Linked DNA regions of Bombyx mori: region 2 is linked to region 1. A link is a contact called in public Hi-C data. All regions are on one chromosome and are shown on one strand. The core of a region is the stretch at or near the end of the contact, and the rest is flanking DNA. Distances in the headings are between cores, read along the strand shown. Region 1 has its middle 5.4 kb from the start of LOC101738508. Region 2 has its middle 24 kb from the start of TRNAT-UGU.

The links. A called contact is a pair of places that touch in the nucleus more often than the background predicts.
Region 2: a Hi-C map of whole pupa shows a contact between it and region 1, with 1.9 times the contacts expected there. The contact joins two enhancer-like sites. A contact is called at or near these places in 2 of 7 Hi-C or Micro-C datasets (both in whole pupa).

What each region holds. Positions count from the first base shown.
Region 1 is chr11:14,821,326-14,826,229 of ASM3026992v2, reverse strand. No RefSeq gene overlaps it. Among protein-coding and RNA genes, the nearest start is that of LOC101738508, 5.4 kb to the right of the region's middle. Within about 2 kb of position 1,894, at least 8 of the 8 cell types and tissues checked have open chromatin away from gene starts, as enhancers often do.
Region 2 is chr11:14,955,816-14,960,719 of ASM3026992v2, reverse strand. No RefSeq gene overlaps it. Among protein-coding and RNA genes, the nearest start is that of TRNAT-UGU, 24 kb to the left of the region's middle. Within about 2 kb of position 1,914, at least 2 of the 8 cell types and tissues checked have open chromatin away from gene starts, as enhancers often do.

The sequences.
Region 1 (4,904 bases), core at 645-3,144:
ACGTTGCATAAAGAAAGCCACAGTGAGCGCGTCGTTCAACCATACACTTATCTTCGTTAACTGTTCTCGAATTAATTTTAATATTCATTGTCTTTTGAAACTTAGTCCGCATATTATCATTATAAATTAATTCTATCGTGTTTTTTTCCCCACTAATTTATACAGTTTACCGTTGGACAACCAACAAACTACCATTGTTGAATACGTGAATATTCAACGTTTTTTTTATTTATATTTTACTTCTTCATAAATTATGAAATCAAAACGTAAGGACTGACTGTGGGCTTTTCTTTCCCTACCTATGCTGATAGCCTCGAGATGGTATTTCAGCTTTACCCTAGCGTGTAGGTGAATTCTCGGGGCTCAAAACGTAAGGGTTGCTAACACTGACCCTGCAGTGCTTTGCAGAATCTACCACCGGATCGGAAACGCGACCCACTGAGAAGATCCGGCGAGAAACTCAGTCGGCTGTGTCTATGGTTTAATTTACTCGTTGAGCCCTTCGTCGCAAGCTACGGGTTCGGCGAGGACGGTGCCCGGTACTTGAGGTACCTAAAAGCACCGTGAATGGATCGGGAGGAAAAGTGGTCTGTGAGTGCTCTTATCATTTGTCTGATTGAATTAAAGTATTATTATTTATTTTGCCTGCCTGTCACTGCTAGCATTCAATACTACGGGGAGCTCACGGGACCCAGCCTTAGTGGATTTGCTAAAATCTACGTACCAAGAGCAATGCTTCTCTGAATCTACCCTCGTATCGGAATCGCGACCCACTGAAAAGATCCGGCGATATAGCTTGAATCTATCACAAATATCAATAATGCTAAGCCATTAATTATATTATTTCCAACATTTCGAGTACCTACTTTATAGTTTTCTTAGTCAGCGAGCGACTGAGTAAAAAAGATTTCATTGTTATTAATGTAATATCAATATTAATTATTAATTAACTAGCTGACCCGGCAGACTTCGTAGTGCCTCAGTCGATAAATAAAAGACCTAAGCTTTTGTGTAAAATAAACTTAAAACAAACAAAAGTAATCCGTCCGACGGGGAGGGGACATCAAAGGAAGAACAAAATTTTCATATTTATCTACCTTTTAAACCTTCTCTGGACTCTCCACAAATAATTCAAGACCAAAATTAGCTGATTCGGTCCAGCCGTCCTCGAGTTTTAGCGAGACTAACGAACAACATTTCATTTTTCTATACTATATATTATATATAATAAAGATTATAAAGAGGAAAGATTTGTTTGTTTGTTTGTTTCGAATAGGCTCCGAAACTACTGGACCGATTTGAAAACTTCTTTTTCCATTAGAAGCCGACATTGTCCCTTATGAACATAGGCTACTTTTTTTAATTTTTTTTTAATTTTTTTTTTTTGGTTTCATGTGTGTTTTAATGTTTCCAAAGCGAAACGAGGGCGGGTCGCTAGTATATACATATATAGATTTCGAATCGCGAAAACCGATGAAAATACTAAATGACAAAAACAGAGGCTAACAAACAATCAAACCGATCCGAATATGTACATCTGATTTCCATTTATAATCTGCAAACGTTCTTAAAGCAATTTTATTTGCGTACATTAATTAGAAACTCTATACATGAGTAGAACAAGTGCAGATTCAACGACAGGTGGCCGTGCACGTGCCCTATCGAATAAAACGCAATGAATGTCAAATGTCGTCTTCTTAACTGAACTGAAACCACCCCCACGTCATAAACAACTTTATCAAAAAAACCTTAAAACATATTTACGTATTACCGAAGCGGGGACTTACGCCTTTTATTCTTTCGAAAATTCAAAGATACTTTCTGATTCCATATCATTAAGATATTATTGCGCGAACCGTAGACTGAGCTGTGTATACGATTTTGATATTTACGTGAACCGCATACAGTCTACGTTAGTTCGTTTCAATTGAAATCTCTTATGAAGGGTAATTCGCCACCCTCTATGACCGTCTGACTTTTCATTATCGAGATGTTTTATTAAAGTGGGGTTTCATGTTCATTTATAAGGGGAGATATAGGGCTATCGACTTACATGGTTTCTTCAGCGGACCATATTTTTAACTGCTTTTGAATGACACTCTAACTAATTCATACCTGGGCTTCATAAACATTACTAAGTTAAGGTTTGGCGGGTCATGACCTCGTCGGCTCATCTACAGCAATAAAAAAATGATACTTTAGAAATCTATGGTTTTCATAAAATAAGCACAGCAGAGCTTGACCGGATTTCACTAGTAATAAATACAAAATAAAATTAAATTGTATTTTAACGTAATTTAATTTTTTTACATAAAGGTGCACTGGACTGACAGGGACCTAATATTTTTTTATGGACAACCCTATTACTCCTCAAACGCTGTATTGTATTTTGTGTGCGCCCGTCGTCGGTGGTGGAGAGAGTCTATACAAGGCTTTAGGGTTGTAAAGGCATTATTGCATACCGTTACATGTTCGGAGCATTTAACTGCTATAATGTAAATTAAGATCGACAGCTACGTCCTTACGAAGGATAAATTAGAGTCGAAAAAAGCGTACAAGAATTCCGAAAAACAATATTTATTCATTTGAACATTAAAACCGTAAATATTGTTGACTTGTGTAAATATTGTACACATAATTATGTAAAAATTTTACGTTTACATTAATTGCTCTTTGAGTACCGGTTTTTGTTTTAACAATGAATAAAAGAAACCATAATATCAGAAATAAATTCGTATTCATGCAATATAAAAACGCAGTGATACATTATTTATCTTATACATTTAAACGAGCAATTCTTGTATATTAATATATATATATATATAATCAGAATCTCGGAAACGGCTCCAACGATTTTCATAAAATTTAGTATACAGGGGATTTCGGGGGCGATAAATCGATCTAGCTACGATTTATTTTCAGAAAATATTGTTTTATTCGTGTTTTCAATAATCAACTCTTCCCGACATCTATTGGCGAATAATAATACTATTTTTGCAACTAACCGCTTTAATTAAAGACAACAAGATGGCGTTATCAAAAAAAAAACGAGCAAAGCTCGGTCATCGTCTATATTATTAATTCAACAATCAAACAATTCAACAATAATTATAATTCATATAGGACGTCTATCAACAACAGGGAAGTTAAATAAACATTGGCTCTGTCATACGTTTTCCTCGAAACTTCACTTGTCAAAACATCGGTCACAAAGACAATGCACGCCACGCGCCGTAACCAAACATTACTGTTGACGTTCTAGAACACAAACGCGACTCTGACTAACCCATGACAACACATACAGACTATGAGCTGAAGCCGTTCCTAGTCTAAGCATCTACATATATAAGCACTTCTTCTAAGCTTCTTCGAAAAAGTGACGCGACACGATTACAATCTTATCTTAGGACGCGATAAAAATCTTATCGTGACCACCTCTTAATATATATTATGTACATATACTCTCAATGTATATATACCCAGGCGAGGAAGCAACGCAAAGCGGCCGTCGTCCAAGACATTTGCTATTGGATCCTTCTTTTTTTTCCCCTGCCTATGCTGATAGCCTTAACAGGCTATTTCAGCTTCTCCTTGATATGTAGGTGAGCTCACGGAGCTCAAACCGAGAGTGTTGCTCACACTGGCCCTAGCAAGAGCAGTGCTTCGCAGAATCTACCACTGGATCGGAAACGCGACCCACTGAGAATATCCGGCGAGAAACCCAGTGGGCTGTGTCTATCCTATATGGGTTAATTTACTCGTCGGCCCTTCGTCGCAAGCGCCGGGTTCGGCGAGGACGGTGACCGGTGCTTGAGGTACCTAAAAGCACTGTTAATTGATCGGGAGGATCCGTAATGGCGTCTTTTGGGCGACGTCGACCGGATCCTTCTGATCCACTATCTGTGCTTTTAAGCTCACCATGGACCGATCGCCGTTCTCGTCGAACTCGTCAAATGCGACGTGAAGAACACACCCACTGAATTTCCCGCCGGATCTTCTCAGTGGGTCGCACTGCTCTGCTCTTGCTAGGGCTAATTCTCTCAATTAGAGCCCCGTGAGGTCACCTACCCGTCCTCGCGAAGTTGGAATAGCCTCTTAGGCTATCAAAGATTACGTAGGACAAACATTTTTTTTCTAAAGTAGCATGAGTTTACCACTTTACTGGTGCTAATACTAAGACATCGTGTCTAAAGGGTCGGTGACAGCATTCACAGTGTGAGCTGCGAGAACCATTTAAAACAGGTGGGCTGAATTCATTGGACCGGCTATGCAATAAAATTCAGATAGAAACAAATTTTGCCAATGAGAAAACATATTGAATGCGTCACATGCAAAAACCCATATGTGCTCTATTTATGCTCTCTGACTACCCTCAAGATTAAAAAATTCAACTCAGTACTAACAAAACTTAATAATTGCACAAAATAAACACTGAGTGATCTAATATGGTGTTCTTTTCTTCTTTAGTATAGTGAATTGTGACCGCACGACCATCATCGTCATAAGGTATCCGTTATTCCAATGCACTATTTTTTAAATATTATGTCTCAAAACAGACGACACAGACTATGAAATCATTTAAAAAATAATTACTATTGCAACAGTAATGTAAAAATAATGACAATGATTAAATCGACAACGTTTATTTATTGCCTGTGCATTCTTAAGCCGATTATGACGTATGTCATTTTATAGTTGTTATTGGTATTTCGGGGAAAAAGATGGAACAAAAGAACGACAACAACAAGAAACAAAAGATGGCGCCCGAGGAATTTTAATAATGTGATGTTTTTATACAATTAATTATTAATCAAAACTTAACGAGACCGATCTTCACTAATCTTTGATAATACATACAAATAATGTCATCCCGATCTAAAATCAATAATAAAATCATTTTATAT
Region 2 (4,904 bases), core at 665-3,164, 130 kb before region 1:
TTAATATCTAAATTTGACATACTAAGATAATATAATATAAATATATACTAAACAAAAATACAGTAAAATAATAGAAAACACTAAAAAATAAATAAAGCTAACGTAAAACTAAAATCTAAAGATTTACAACTGTAACTTACTTCACAAACGCTCCTTTCGAGATTGGCAAATCACTTTAATCTAAGTCAGAAAATGTACATACTAAAAACAAAACGCAAATTCTATTATCATTGTCACAAATATATTAAGTAAATGTATAATCTATATTGACAATATAAAACTTAAGAGTTGGCTGTATGGCATAGTTCCATTGCCTTTCTCTTCGAGAAAAACCCTACTGCTGCTACTACTAAGTGCATAATCTATGATTATCACTTATCTATCTGTCAGTTCTATTACAATTATTTACAATCAAAATTTTTATATGTTGGTAATTTTGAAAGTTGATCGAAATAATGTTCAAAAACGCATTACAACTACCTCGAATAGATAACTAAGTTTTTAGTGTTACATCTATGAATAAGTTCAAGATACCGCCATACTACTTTCGACGAGTCGTCCTCTTGCCGATTTCTCGCTCTGCCGCTGATTTTGGTGCCGTCTTGGGTTCGTCATGAGATTTCCCAGATGACTGAGGAGCTCCTTGCGCTTTTTGAGCCGAGGGAAACTTGGTTTTCAGATGCTGAAGTTCAAACATCTGTTCAATCTTACTGCGTTTATTATCCGGGAGAAGGACGATTATTTTCCCATCTGTTGTCCAGCAGCGCTTAACGCCGAAATGAGAGCGGGCCTCCAAAAAGACATCATGACGTGATTTGGTCAGAAATTCTGAAATGATGACCCTAGAACCCTTCAGGAGTGTCTTGTTCTTCCACACTTCATTGCATCGCCTCAAACTCATGAACCTGACTAATATAGGCCTAGGCTTATTGGTGTTGGAGCCTAACCGATAGCAAGCAGTTAAGTCCTCTTCTGTGCAACCAGCCACCTTCATTTGGTTGGTTAATATACCCACAATTGCTGTTGCTGGGTCTGTGGCATCTGACTCCGGGATTCCATGAAACAGAAGGACCTTACGACGCGACGCCATCTCATGCCTGTCCAACCCCAAGAGAACAAGCTCCATCTGTGACCTCAGCATGTTGAGTGTTTGTAGTGTGAGATTCCGGAATGCGATGAAATCTTGTGACAACTTGCCTAGGTCCGTGTGTGGTGACTGGTGACTGCTCAGCATTGCTTCAAACTCAGTCATCCTCTGCACAACGCTTGATTCCACCTCTTGTAACTTAGTGTACAGATCCATGATGCGGCGCTATTGATGATGTGGCAGTAGTGATGATGTGAAGTGATATTAATAGAGAGAACTTGTTATGAGCTGTTGTGAAGCAAGTTTTGGAACCCAAATTATAGCATTTAGATATGAATAGGTAAAAATATATATTTTTAACAATTAAAAACACTGAGAGCTCAACAAACTAGTGTATACACTTCAACTACCCACAGTAGAAATTTCACGGCGTTAAAGGCTGCCGTTTAAGGTTGCATCGTGGTGACAATATTCCTTTGTAGAATGGACGTTCCTTCCTATTGTACCATAATTGTAATTGTTTCCTTGTTGTAAAACATCGAATGCAATCTTTAAAATGCTTCTTTTCAATTGATTGTGTATGATACTGAAATGCCAGGTAAGCAAGCTTTATCGCTTCGTTGTTATGAAATTAAGTGGCCTAATAACTAAAATGCGTGTATATAGTTTTATGTCCGTAATGTAGTTCAATTTCATGTGTTAAGTCGCAACCACAATGGTGGCACTCTGCCCTCGGCTCGGCTTCGATCCGGTACAGGAACTCACCGAGGCAACCATGCCCAGTGAGCATCTGCCTGAGGCGGAAAGTGAGGCGTCCTCTATCACGATTCACCCAATCCACAAGGGCCGGGAGAATCGCCTCGACGGTCCTACGACCAGCTGAAGGATCGACCAGCCACCTGGACCATGACTCCAGCACGGCCCACCGAGATTGGACCCTCCGCGCTCTGACCACACTGGGATCCACGCCCCGGTGATCACCGACTACTACGTGGTCAATGCGTTCTTTTACCATCTAAGGAAAAACTTATTTTAACGTAAAAACGACTTTATTCAAATCATCAGTTTCAATAAACCTGGTGAATGATATTCAAACTGTTATGTATGTGAAATTGGCCAGTTTGTCATTTCTGGTTACCGGAACCGTGATCTCACCGGAACCCTAGGTTCCTGCGTGTGTTTCTAAATAAATAACATTTCTAAACCGTTATCTCGTACTGAACAAGTTGTGTAATGCTATATCGATCCATTAACGGTGCTTTTAGGTACCTCAAGCACCGGTCACCGTCCTCGCCGAACTTGTCGCTTATGACAAAGGGCTCGGCGAGTAAATTAACCCATAGACACAGCCCACTGAGTTTCTCACCGGATCTTCTCAGTGGGTCGCGTTTCCGATCCGGTGGCAGATTTTACGAAGTACTGCTCTTGCTAGGGCCAGTGTTACCAACACCTCCGGTTTGAGACCCGAGAGCTCACCTACACACTAGGGTAACGCTGATATAGCCTCTTAAGGCTATCGGCATAGGAAGGGAAAAAAAGGCTACCTAAATCACTAAAAAGCATAAAATTATGACACAGTCGATCATATCAAACCAACCTTACATAACACCAAACATTCAATGAAAACGATATCCAATACCAATCGTAATTTAAATTTTTAAAGTAAACAGTCAAAGTTGCTAAACGCAAACAAACTGGACCGAAACATCTAGTTTGACCAGTTTATGTGTGTCGAATCGGTAGCTCCGGCGCCAATAACATAATTGTACCATGCAACGGTACTTTAATGGCGAACTTTTACACGGAACGGGAACACGTTGATTATGTAAAGACCCTTTTTCACCCGTCGTTTAATGAAAATAAATATTTTTGAAAAACTCAATAGCCTCAGGGAATATCGTGTTAACAGCATAAATCTTTTAAAATTAGATGCCTTTGCCTTTTACAATAAAATAAAAGAATATACCTATTGACCCACAAAATACAATTAACCTAACAATTGAAACCTCATATAATTGAAAATAAGTTAACATTTATCGTACGTATTAGCAGCGACTTCTAAAATCACGAACGTGACAACCTTATTATCGTAAAATAAATTTAAATCCAGGAACTAACATCTAAAAGTATTTGTAAAAATATTTGTAGGCGTGATTTAAATTAATATATTACTTACTAAAATTACCAAAATAAATTTAAAAAAAAATACATTCTTCACTTTAAATTTATAATTTCCGACAAACGATCGTCATCACACATCAAACGGCCAAGAATTTTTAGTTACGACTATTGCCATCAAGATTATCACACCTTCAATTTAAAAATCGTACGAGGCTCACTTTTATTTGTCAAGTTTTCCTCAATATATAAAAATGTACATACATACATATATCTCATGCTTTTTTTTTATTGTTTCTGTGGTTGAACGAGGTCATGGCCCACCTGGTGTTAAGTGGTTACCGGAGCTCATAGACATCTACCACATAAGTGTCACCACCCACCTTGAGTCTCTCAGTACTAAAAAGAAAACTTCCATTTGACATACGATAGACAGCGGAAAAGTGACTACAATAAAATATAATATACATATACATAAGTACATATTCATAATTCCTCTTACAATATTTCGCGATTGTCAAAAAAGAGCGTGGTTAGGTTTTACTAATAGCGTACAGTGTTGCCGTAAATTAACATTCCTTATAATCATTCTGTGGGAAGTTAGATTAATATTAATTTACACTACTAAGTACAGTATTCACAATTAAAGTTAGATTTAGGTTGGCGGTTTTTTTATATGGTTTCTCTGGAGCCGTAAGACCTGGAGATAAGCGAGTTATCAATACTTGTTGATTTTCATTGAGGCTAAATGATTCAATATAAATTCCCTGAATAATTTTTACTTTCTTGTACATCAACATAGAGCAAATGGAATCTTTCACACAATAACTCAATGATACCTTGCATATCTTGCCAACATCGCGACAGTTGAATAAGGCGAAGATAAGTTAGCATACTTCCTCGGATCGACAATGAACTGTACGAGCTCTCATAATTACCTAGTTCGGATAGTATTGATAAGTATATTTTTCTCCGTTAAGTCAGAGTAAACGATGATAAATTTTGTTTTTTAGAAATTATATTTAAATACGAATTACATATTGATAAAATGACGAAATATTCCAAGATTGTTTAGGCATTTTTGAGTGAGTTAAAAAGTGTGAAAAGACACAAATAATATAAATAAACAATTCATTTTCTTGGTCTAACTTTAAACCAAACACTCATTGGCTTCGGGTGGCTTAACAACGCCATCTTCTGAAATAGCTTTAGTCTTATTGTGTTTTTAAAACAGTTATTTGCTCTCAATTATGAAAAATAGTATTATTATTCGCCAATAGATGTCGGTATAAGATATTAATTTACACACGCTCCTAGCTACTCTCAAGATTATTAAAGTCTGTTCACACTCCCGATTTAGAGAATGAAAATATCAATAAAATTTGAACTCGTTATGACACACACAAGTGCTGATGAAATCGTAATAGTAAGTGTCAATAGCTTGAGATGTGGTCGCGACGCGTGGGAACCGCAGACAGGTGTAATCGCACTCTCGTCTCTACGTCCTGCATTTAGGGTTGATGTAGCATTCCGGACGAACTGAGATTTATAGTTTAAAAAAAAAAACTAATATCTCTCGATATCAGGAGCACATTTGGGAAAAACGCTTTTATATCTAAATATGTAGTGTGTCGTTTTATTTTTATTTTTCTCGGAGTCTTGGCGTGATTTTAAACTCAATTTATAATTGATTTTTATA